Regions from separate parts of the Sus scrofa genome. Here region 1 is linked to region 2. Evidence: chromatin contacts called from public Hi-C data. All regions are on one chromosome and are shown on one strand. Each heading gives the region's core, a stretch centred on a gene start, on an enhancer-like site or on the middle of the called end of the contact. The rest is flanking DNA. Distances are from core to core; before and after follow the strand shown. Region 1 has its middle 28 kb from the start of CSGALNACT1. Region 2 holds the start of CHRNB3 (neuronal acetylcholine receptor subunit beta-3).

Region 1 (2,700 bases), core at 158-2,657, 430 kb before region 2:
GATTTGACCCCTAGCCTGGGAACGTCCGTTTGCCACATGTGCAGCCCTAAAAGACAAAGAGAGAAAGAAAGAGAGAGAGAGAGAAAGAAAGAAAGAAAGAAAGAAAGAAAGGAGGGAGGGAGGGAGGGAAGGAAGGAAGAAAAGAAAGAAAAAGAGAAAGAAAGAAAGAAAGAAAGAAAGGAAGGAAGGAAGGAAGAAAAGACAGAAAGAAAGAAAGAAAGAAAGAAAGAAAGAAAGAAGGAAGGAAGGAAGGAAAGAAAGAAAGAAAGAAAGAAAGAAAGAAAGAAAGAAAGAAAGAAAGAAAGAAAGAAAGAAAGAAGGAAAGAAAGAAAGAAAGAAAAAGTAAAAAAAGAAAAGCATTAAAAACTAGATATTATTGGTGGTGACTTCTGGGTAGTGGAATTATCTGTTTTTTTCCGAATTTCAAACAAGAAGCACATATGGATTACATACATTTTAAAGAGTTTTAATTTTTTAACACATTTAACATGTTTTTTACTAATCCGAACATGCTACTGTCCTCAGATTCACTCAGAGCCAATATATTGAATCATATTCATTTGCTATGTTGATAACGGTCAAGATAAGTGTCCTGGAAACTGGGACTTACACTTTGTACCCAGTAGACATCTGTAAAATTTTACATTTCAAAACTGAATATGTATACATGTATTACCTGCGTAATTTTAAAAATAAAACGAAGAAAAAACAAAAACTGTTTCGTTCTCAGACTATAAGCAGGACGCATAGTACTCTGTCAAAAAATTAATCCAGGACTTCCCCCTGTGGCACAGTAGAAACAAACCCGACTAGCATCCATGAGGATGCAGGTTCAATCCCTGGCCTTGCTCAGTGAGTCAAGAATCCGGTGTTGCCTTGAGCTGTGGTGTAAATCGCAGACATAGCTTGGATCCCTTGTTACTGTGGCTGTGGTGTAGGCCCATAGCTGTAGCTCTAATTTGACCCGTAGCCTGGGAACATCCGTTTGCCGTGGGAACGGCCCTAAAAAGAAAAAAAAATTAATTCAGTAACCACTCAAGTAGTAATCCCAAACAGATACATAGATTTTAGGAAGGAGATTACTGTATTTGGAGGGCAGTTCAGAAAAAAGAGAGAAAAGCCAGTTATTTCTTCAGTTTGTTTTCTTGGTAACTAGGGCAGCTCTATGAACTGTTTTCTATTATTTTCCAATCCCATCACAGAAAGAGAATTTTCAAATGGGAAAGCAGATGCGCCAAGGGTATAATTAATCTCCCTGAAAAATGTCCCATTAAAAATAACGTCAGGGACATAAGGATAAAATTGAATCCCAACAAAAGCACTAGAAAAATATAAGCCTAAAGCCAGAGTGTTACATATTTTGGTTCCCTTTTCACAGTAATAGGAAAGATTTTGCAATGGACCAAAAATCTCGACAGCTGGAATCTAAAGAGGCCCAGGCAAGCTTGCTCAGAAACCAGTCAGAGTGGGAAAAAGCTTCCCGGGGCCAAAATCACTAATGCAAAGGAATAAGAGTCCCACTGGTGAAAGCTCCAAAGAGGAAAGAGTATGACCTCATGGGATAAATCCTGCTAAATGGAGTCTGTTTTCAACAGCCATGTGTAAAATGAGAAATAGGAGTTCCTGCTGTGGCTCAGCAGTGATGGACCTGACCAGCATCCACGAGGCAGGTTCGATCCCGGGTTAAGGAACCGGCATTGCCGTTAGCTGTGATGTAGGTCCCAGACGCAGCTTAGGTTTGATGTTGTGGCTGTAGTGCAGGCTGGAAGCTGCAGCTCTGATTCAACCCCTAGCCTGGGAACTTACAGAGGCTGCTGGTGTGACCCTAAAAAGACCAAAAAAAAAAAAAATTTCTTTTTAAAGAAAAAGAAATTAATTCTACCAGAAGTAACTCAAGGAAACAAACCTCTGGACAACTGAATGCCGCTAACATTACACATTAACCAAAATGTCTTGTGTTGGCAGCGTTCAGAGCTGCGTTGCTAGCAAGACACATCACGAAGCACCTGAAACAAATCAATCACAGTCAACCATGCAGACTCCACCAGCATCTGTGAAGTGGAAATTTAAACAGAGATAGATTGCTCTTCATTGGGTTTGATTTGGGGCTCCTTTCGAGTCAGTTGAACTTGATGCAATTGGAAATGTTAACAATTTTTTACTAGACTTTGAGAGCGTAAAAAAGATCAAGGATCTTATTTTCTTACTTTTTTTCCCCTCTCTACACTGCCTAGCATAGATGGATGATGTCTCTTTTAGTGAATCAATAAACCAACTGGGAACATGTCAGCAATCTCAGCAATTGGAAGAGAGAGATCCTCAGACTCAAGCAAATAACAGATCAAATAAGCTGCCCTGATATCTGGATGGGCTAGCTTCAAAAAAAAATTTTTTTTAAGTTAAAAAAAAAAAAACAGGAGTTCCCGTCGTGGCGCAGTGGTTAACGAATCCGACTAGGAACCATGAGGTTGCGGGTTCCATCCCTGCCCTTGCTCAGTGGGTTAATGATCCGGCGTTGCCGTGAGCTGTGGTGTAGGTTGCAGACGCGGCTCGGACCCCGAGTTGCTGTGGCTCTGGCGTAGGCCGGTGGCTACAGCTCCAATTCAACCCCTAGCCTGGGAATCTCCATATGCCGCAGGAGCGGCCCAAGAAACAGCAACAACAACAACAACAACAAAAGACAAAAAGACAAAAAAAAAA
Region 2 (2,700 bases), core at 188-2,687:
TTATTTTTGTGATTGACAAGTTGCACTTCAGAGTTTTCAGAGAACAGATTTAGTGATATTTGAAAGTGGGTTTGACACTCTCTGCTCTTAGAAATGACTCTGTTTTCGAGTCCCAAGTGGTGGGGAAAGACAACATTTTTGGAACTGTAATCATGTTCAGATGTGTGTGCCTTACAGCCCTATGATTTTTAAATCCAGGATTTATTTCAGGATTTGGGCAAATCTATCTCAGTGCCTCCCCATCGCCATCTGAAAATTGCAGTAATCACATGTGGCTACAACACTAGTGACAGATAAATACAAAGTGCTAACAGAACAACACAGTTTCTCACCATCTGGCTCCTGGCTCTGTATGGTTTCTGGTGTCAGTTTCCTGTTCTTAAGTTACAGGAAAAGCAAAACGATTCCAAAACCCAGAAAACTGTCAGATGACAATGACCGTTTCTTCCCTAACCTTTTTAGTTACTTTCCCCCTTTCCTCTTCACTCTCTTTTTATTTGCCCTCATTTTTTATTCAGTATTCCTCTATTTTCCTCTCCATAACCATCATAGAATACTCACACAGGCTCATAGGTATTTGAGATACATTTTTGTTCAATTGTGATATACAATCATACTAAATATTCCTACATACATAAAGCAAGTATTTCTATATCCACATGATATGTTGGATAATTATCTACACACAGCTCTAGTGAATATTAATAGATATGCTATTAAAAGGTTGATGCAGTCAGTACCTATGCCAAATATCTTAACAATTCTCTGAGTTCCATTTAGTGCATTCACTAACATTTTCTTCACTTTTATATCCTCCTACCAAGCTCATAAGGATTCAAAAGGAATAACACAATAATGACAAAAGCATAAAGGTTATGAAATTCATAATTAAGATTTCTTTACAATGTAACAGATTTCACAGAATTGGTCACCGGAGCCACACCTTAAAAGGTTATCCTAAAGATACTACACCCTGCACTTTGTGATTCTAACATTATCAGCACCAACAGTGATCAAGTTTTAATCTACTTTAACTTGAGCTTACCTGAGCCGGTGACACCCAGGGCGCTGAGCACCAGGACAAAGGCTGCCAGCATCATGACGGCCGCTTGAGAGATGTGATTCCTTCTCTTTAACAGCAAGATATTTCTATCCAAAAGGGGGTGGGAGAAAGAAAATGCAGGGCTTCAAAGTCTAAAGTGGGACCAGAGAAAGTGGCGCCCAGAGAGGGCGTCCTGGGCTCAAACCATCCACATCGGGTGACGAGTGATGTCTCTGAAAGTACACCTCGTTGGTTTCCAGCCAGCTGTCAGATCGTGTAAGTCTGAAAACTATCTCTGGGTCCTAACTCCTGACTTATTAATTCACTCTCTGGCCAAGAGATGCAGGGCAGGGGAGAGAGGATGATGACTTCTGAATGTGCTAGTTCTCATGGTTGGAGATCCAAGCGGAAGGGGAAACCCATACGTGAAAACGTGCATCGTGGAAGCCTGGGAAAGTTTCTCCGACGTTCTTGTCCCTCCATTGTCCTGCAGTTTGCACCTGGAGCTTAAGAATAATGAATATGAGGGATCAAAATGCACAAACTCTCAGTTATAAAATAAGCCCTGGGCACAAATGAACCTGTCACGGACATAGAGAACAGATTTGTGGTTGCCAAGGGGGAGTGAGGAGGAAGTGGGCTGGACTGGCAATTTGGGGTTAGTAGATGCAAACTATTACTTAAGAAGGGATAAACAGGAGTTCCCCTTGTGGCACAGCGAAAATGAATCTGACTAGTATCTGTGAAAATTCGGGTTTGATCCCTGGCCACGCTCAGTGGGTTAAAGACCTGGCATTGCCGTGAACTGTGTGTAGGTCAAAGACATGGCTCGGATCTGCGTTGCTGTGGCTGTGGTGTAGGCCGGCAGCTGTAGCTCTGATTCGACCCTAGCCTGGGAATTTCCTTATGCCACAAATTCGGCCCTAACAAGAAAGAAAGAAAGGAAGGGAATGTGTACACACTCACACACACACACACACACACACCACACGCACACATATATGAATATGACTGGGTCACTATGCTGTACAGCAGAAATTGGTACAACATTGTAAATCAACTATACTTTACTTAAGAAAAATTAACTTTAGTAAAAAACAAAACAAAAACAGTCAGGCCTAGAGTCGGGACCGTATTTCCTCCTCCAGCCCCCTCTCCACCGCTCCCCAGACCTCCTCCACCAGGCGGCTGTCCCCCTCCCCAGATCACAGGCTCCTGAGATGGGCTGTCTCTCTTCTTCTCTCTGCAGTGGGTCTTTGGATCCTATCACATGCAAACACTACAGAACACTGCGGCTTCAATGGAAGAGGAAGGAAACAATTAGACATTGATTTCCCGTCCATGTGAGTGTGTTCCTGGCCCACTGTGAATTTACAACTGTCTCAGGAATAGATTTGCTGCTAACCAAGGGCGCAGAAAGTGTCACCTGTATTTTCAATAAATCAGATAAAGTGACACTTCCCACTCCACTGCACTGGCAGGACATTCCGTCTCAGTCATTACAGGATCTCCAGCCCCTTGCCCAGGGTAGAAAAGAACTGGGAAGGCTGGGAGTTCCTGTTGTGGTTCAGCAGTACCCAACCTGACCAATATCCATGAGAACGCAGGTTCGGTCCCTGGCCTCGCTCAGTGGGTTAAGGATCTGGCAACGCTGTGAG

The links. A called contact is a pair of places that touch in the nucleus more often than the background predicts.
Region 1: a contact with region 2 is called in a Hi-C map of retroperitoneal adipose tissue, with 2.1 times the contacts expected there. The contact joins the enhancer-like site here to the promoter of CHRNB3 in region 2. A contact is called at or near these places in 7 of 47 Hi-C or Micro-C datasets (alveolar macrophages, heart right ventricle, mesenteric adipose tissue and 4 more).

What each region holds. Positions count from the first base shown.
Region 1 is chr17:12,115,923-12,118,622 of Sscrofa11.1, reverse strand. No RefSeq gene overlaps it. Among named protein-coding and RNA genes, the nearest start is that of CSGALNACT1, 28 kb to the left of the region's middle. Within about 2 kb of position 1,407, at least 7 of the 83 cell types and tissues checked have an H3K27ac peak or open chromatin away from gene starts, as enhancers often do. A contact at or near this core is called in retroperitoneal adipose tissue and subcutaneous adipose tissue, where this site is marked.
Region 2 is chr17:11,686,383-11,689,082 of Sscrofa11.1, reverse strand. It overlaps CHRNB3 (neuronal acetylcholine receptor subunit beta-3), which reads right to left and starts at 1,437. Exons shown (of 6, transcript XM_003359872.5): 1 at 1,046-1,437. The coding sequence starts at 1,100.